Linked DNA regions of Oryctolagus cuniculus: region 2 is linked to region 1. A link is a contact called in public Micro-C data. All regions are on one chromosome and are shown on one strand. Each heading gives the region's core, a stretch centred on a gene start, on an enhancer-like site or on the middle of the called end of the contact. The rest is flanking DNA. Distances are from core to core; before and after follow the strand shown. Region 1 holds the start of C13H1orf115 (chromosome 13 C1orf115 homolog). Region 2 has its middle 8.8 kb from the start of MTARC2.

What was found. Hi-C and Micro-C count contacts between places; a contact is called where the count stands out from the background.
Region 2: a contact with region 1 is called in a Micro-C map of ear pinna, with 5 times the contacts expected there. The contact joins the enhancer-like site here to the promoter of C13H1orf115 in region 1. A contact is called at or near these places in 5 of 6 Hi-C or Micro-C datasets (ear pinna, liver, psoas muscle and 2 more).

Annotation. Positions count from the first base shown.
Region 1 is chr13:35,072,855-35,075,554 of mOryCun1.1, forward strand. C13H1orf115 (chromosome 13 C1orf115 homolog) reads left to right here and starts at 1,442. Exons shown (of 2, transcript XM_002717500.5): 1 at 1,442-1,831. The coding sequence starts at 1,532.
Region 2 is chr13:35,105,952-35,108,651 of mOryCun1.1, forward strand. No RefSeq gene overlaps it. Among named protein-coding and RNA genes, the nearest start is that of MTARC2, 8.8 kb to the right of the region's middle. Within about 2 kb of position 1,325, at least 3 of the 8 cell types and tissues checked have an H3K27ac peak or open chromatin away from gene starts, as enhancers often do. A contact at or near this core is called in ear pinna, where this site is marked.

The DNA of each region.
Region 1 (2,700 bases), core at 192-2,691:
AGCTTGTCAAAGATCTCTCTGGCTTTTTGTTTAAAAAATTAAAGACATTTTCATTTTATTTGAAAGGCAGAGAGAGAGAGAGAGAGATCTTCTATCCATTGATTGACCAAATGACTGCAACAGGAGTTGGTAACTCAATCCAGGTCAGCAACTCATAAAAATAGTAAATTCATTCTCATATCCCTTTCACCTTGAATTGAGCTGAAGTAAATTATATTTTATGTATAAATTGCAAATATATTTAACATAATTCATATAATACATGACAAAGTCTAAATCAATTGATTGCCCATTTTAAGTTAGAGTCACAAAACTAATTTTATATTCTAATATGCCAAATTGTCATAGACATTTTATGTCTATCAGCCTATTCAAATTACTCTTAAACTTGCCACAAACTTTAATGGTAAAATATTAATAAATTAATAACCTAGATTATTTATACTAATTCTATCTTCCCAGAATCCAAAGACATTTACTCACCCATAAGAAAACAAAGCATTCAAGGCATGCTGAGGGTCACAGTTCGCTGAACAGTCTTATCTTCCTAACATTCCTGGAAATCGCAATTTTCATGATTGCGTCCTATGCTGTTATGTGAATGCATAACGATTTATCTAGCCTCCCTCACTTTCTCACCAAGAGTCAAACTGTGATGAACACTGGGGCCACTCTACTTGGCCTTTCTGAGTATTTCCCTGGGAAAGGCGCCTGGAAGGCTATGAACGCTTTGCAGGACTCTTGATAGGAGTCTTCAGGTCTCCTTTACAAAAGCTTGCCCAGGAGTCGCACCCTCGTGAACAGTGCCTCAGGACCACCTCACCATGCCCTCACCAGCACTGAACATATTTTTTTATTTACTCATTTGGGAATCGGAGTTACAGAGAGAGGAATACACACACACACACACACACACAGAGAGAGAGAGACCTTCCATCCACTGGTTCACTCCCTGGACGGCTGCAAAGACCCAGGCCAAAGCTCGGAGCCAGGAGTTAGGAGCTTCTGGGTCTCCCGCGTCGGTGCAGGTGCCGAAGCACTTCGGCCATCCTCCCGCTGCCTTCCCCAGCGCACTAGAAGGGAGCTGGATCGGAAGTGAAGCAGTTGGGACTCGAACAGTCAACCATGTGGGATACTGGCTTGGCAAGTGGTAGCTCAACCTGTTGTGCCACAATGACCACCCCTGAATGTAATCTGTATTAGTCATCATCTTGTCTGTCAGTTTGATCGTTGGCAAATGGAGTTCCGTTGTTAGCTGGGGGTCACTGATGAGTTGCAGGTGTGGTTGCAAGAGTTTGTGTGTTCCTAACTCATGTCGCTTTCCACCAGTGGACGAGATGCTCTGTTGGCCAACAGCTGGGATGCGGCCGGCTGGGCCCCCGAGTGCACCTGCCGCAGTCCCGGACCCCACGGCCAGAGGGCGCTGCGACCCCTAAGCGCCCAACCCCGTTGGGGCTGGGGCGGAGGAGCGGGCAGGGAGCAAAGGTTGGCGTCTTCGTGCTGAGAGTTTCGCCAGAGAAGTGTCGGAATCATGACGGTGGGAGCCAGGCTCCGAAACAAGGCGGCGCGCACCTTCCCGCGCCGCGGGCCCCGAGGGCGACGGCAGACGGACGGGGACGAGGAGGCGGATGCCATCCTGGAGCACCTGGAGTGCGGGGACGAGGCGGCCGAGAGCGGCGCGAGCGAGGAGAGTGAGCCGCGCCCGGGGGCCCGGAGCGCGCGTAGGGTGCACCTTGCTGGCCTGCCAGAGCGCTATGAACCGCTAGAGGAGGCGACGCAGGGCGACAAGCCCAAGAAGAGGTACCGGCAAAAGCTGAAGAAGTATGGCAAGGTAGGGCAGTGCGCCTGCACCCCCGCGGGGTCTTGGCTCATCTCGGGTTGGGGACTCCCGAGGAACCGGCTGGGTGTCGGGAGATGGTCCCCACCGTCGGCCCCAGAAGAGCCGCCCTGCGCTGCACCTGCGTGCCGCCCCAGTCCCATTTCTGCTCCCAGCCACGGGCAAGTCCGGGTGGACACTGGCACGGGCTCGGGTCAGTAGCGTTCTCAAGGGGGGATCTTGCCGCTCTAGTTCGCTGATCAACCAGGCAGGACAGGAATGGTGTCCCCGGACAGATGGGAACGCTGGCGCTTCATCGCAGCTAGGTGACTTGGAGGTGACCCAGTTGGAAAGTGAGGAGTGGCAGCCTAGTTTATGTTCTCTGCCAACATCCCCTTCAGGATAACCCACTAGCTCAGAAATGTTTGGACTGTCTTTCCCAGTGCTCTCAGGGTTATTTCTGGGGCCTGGGAGCTCAATAAATGCATAAATAACCTGTTGAACCTACTTTTCTCTTCTAGCCAGCGACAAGGGGTGGGGGCCGAGAGAGACCCAGAGACCCTTGACCTGGATGAATCACAGAGGTCTTTGTGTCCTGGCCCAAGGCCCTGGGCGCCACCTGATTATTGTCTGTTATTTGTGCTCCTCGGTGTCCTCCTATTCAACCTGAAGCCATTCGCTCTCCACACCTGGAGCTTAGGTTCATCAGGCTCTTTAAAGTGTGATCGCAGCTTTCAGAGTGGCTCCCAAGTCAGCAGAGGTGAAATGCCCTAACAAAAACCATAGAGTTGGGACTTCAAGGCTTAAGGCAATGCTAGGACTAATCCTGTCACTTCCCGGTCCCAACTGAGCCTAAAGAAGCCATCATTGGCCTCTCAGCTGGT
Region 2 (2,700 bases), core at 75-2,574, 33 kb after region 1:
TCCAGCTCCCTGATAATATTAGCCCCTGGGAAAACAGCAGAAGACAACTCAATTGCTTGGGCCCCTGCACCCACATGGGAGATCTGGAAGAAGCTCCTGGTTCCTGGCTCCTGGCCTTGGTTTGGCACAGGCTGGCCATGGTGGCCATTTGGAGAGTGAATCAGCAGATGGAAGACCTCTCCCTCTCTGTGTTTCTCCCTTTCTCTCTGAACTCTGCCTTTCAAATAAACAAAGCAAAAATTTTTTTAAAAGAAGGTAATAATTTTTACAATACATGTGTTGTACAGTAGTAGATCATAGTTATAGTCATAGTCATAGTTTCTGGTCATGCAAAAGATGTTTTAAAAAACTCTCAAGTAATAAATAAATGGAGGGCTGGTGCTGTGGCATAGCAGGTAAAGCTGCTGCCTGCAGTGCCGGCATCCCATATGGGCATCAGTTTGAGTCCCGGCTGCTCCACTTCTGATCTAGTTCATTGCTATGGCCTGGGAGAGCAGCAGAAGATGGCCCAAGTCCTTGGGCCCCTGCACCTGTGTGGGAGACCAGGAGGAAGCTCCTGACTCCTGGCTTCGGATCAGCGCAGCTCCGGCTATTGCAGCCATGAAGGGAGCGAACCAGGCTATGGAAGACCTTTCTCTCTCTCTTTGCCTCAGCCTTTCTGTAAATAAATAAATCTTTAAAATAAATAAATAAATGGATGCATGAATAAAATAGAAGAGGACCTAGGAAATCAAGGTTGCTTTGTGGCTAAGCATGGATGAGGAACACTTTGTATGATTTTTTGGGAGCGGGGAGTATTTGGCGAGGGGGAGGCTGAGGGAAATATCAGCCGGCGTTTATTTTACAGGGGCCTTGTTTTGGAAAGGGTGGCCCCAAGCTAGGAGATTCTCTTCCCTTCCCAGACGACTGTATCCTGCTCGAGCCCTCTTTCTTCACTCCAGGCCCTGCACATGCTGCCCAGATGAAAAGAAAATCTCCCTGTAGCAGCCAAAGCAAACAAACAGCGAAAAAGCAACTGAACGCTGGGAGAGGAAGCCACACTCTGCATCCTGGCTGATAACATCCTCAAAATCAAAGCCACAAGGCACGTGGGCACGGCCACTGCAGGAGCCTGGGGGACACCCAGGGTCAGGTTAGCCAGAGGTGACAAGGGCCCTCAGTGCCATCAGTCCAAACTCCACCAACTTCGTGCCTGATATCAAAGGGATACCAAGGCACTTCCTGTATACGGTTAAGGCCTGGAAAGCTCCTTGGATCAACTATTTGTTAAACTGAGGTTTTACTCTACCTGGGACTTGCAGCTGGATGTCACATCCTGGCTATTGGAAGGCACCCCGCGGTAGGCAGTCTGCAGGGGCAGCTCTGCCTCCCGGCTCCTTCCTTCTCGTCTGTCCACTCCTTGCTTTCCTCCTCTAACCACACAGGAATAGACACCTTAGCCTACTTCTGACACCCCGCGGCCGAGAGGATCACCTAACCGGTTGTCTCCCACACAGCTTTACGGGCTGCAAAGCATTACTCAAATGTCAGCAGTAGTAGAAAGTGTGGCTTTATTTTTCCTCGGCCTCTTTGAAAACACTTGGCCTCTAAGTGGCTCTTAATCTCGACTCTTTACTGCGCTGGGTCACGGGATGTTGTTCCTCAGCACTTACACGCCAGGAAGGAAAGCACGATTTCCTTTCACTTCCCGGGTGGAAACAGCGCCACGCACTTCCTCCCCGCCCGTCTCTCCAAAACCCTGGTCACACCGCCCCCTGGCGGGAGTGCGGAGCAACTGCCTGGGAAAGGCTGCGCCTCTCCCGGTTGGACACAGAGGTCCGCAGGGGTCAGGTTGAACTCGGGGAGAGGCGACTGGGGCCCGGACAAGCGGGATGATGCCTAAAGAGGGCAGGCTGCAATCACGTCCACTTGATTTCTGTTCCACAGAATACAGAGCAGATAGCTTGAATTTTTAAGGCAAGCCGGTAACTTGCAGACTGAACCAACTGAATAAGCCAAACAAAACAATTTGAGTACTGGTGTTTGGGGCTGCAAAGCCATAAGGAAGTCTTGATTTCTTGTGTAAAAGATGAAACACTGATAATAGCTAATCCTGACACGTAATTGAGCAACAATCTTAGTAACTGAGAGTATTTTATGTAACATAAAAATCACAACTGAGAATATTTTATAAGGACAATAAGAGAACAAGCTAAAAAAAAAGAATAACTTATTCAATTGCTTCTGAGATTTTTCTATTTGTATTTGCTTGCTAGATACTGATTTTACTTCTTGTATGAACCAGCAGAAACTAAATGTTTTCAGTAAAAATTATGAAATAAGAATATTTATTCTTCCAAGTTAACTTTTTTCTGTTATCTGGGGAAAAATCAATTTTCCTAAAGGACTGTATTCACCAGCTTCCAGAATACGTTCATAAGAGTGTGGGAAAATAATTCTCATCTGGAAGACGGCACGCAACCCTCCACACTTAGCTCTCATCTGTTAGCTTCCCCTCCTGTGGTTGCCAAGGCTGCCCCAGTCTTTCTACCGAACCCTTCCCCTCCTAGAACGTTTCAGGCCTTTGCAGGAAGTTGTATTTCTCCTTGAAGAATGAGTCTTCCTCTCAGGTCCATTTCTGAAGTGCCTACACTCTTCAAAACCCAGGTTACGTGCACGTCATCTCCCACCAGCCTGCAGGCAGAGTATATAGCCCAGCTC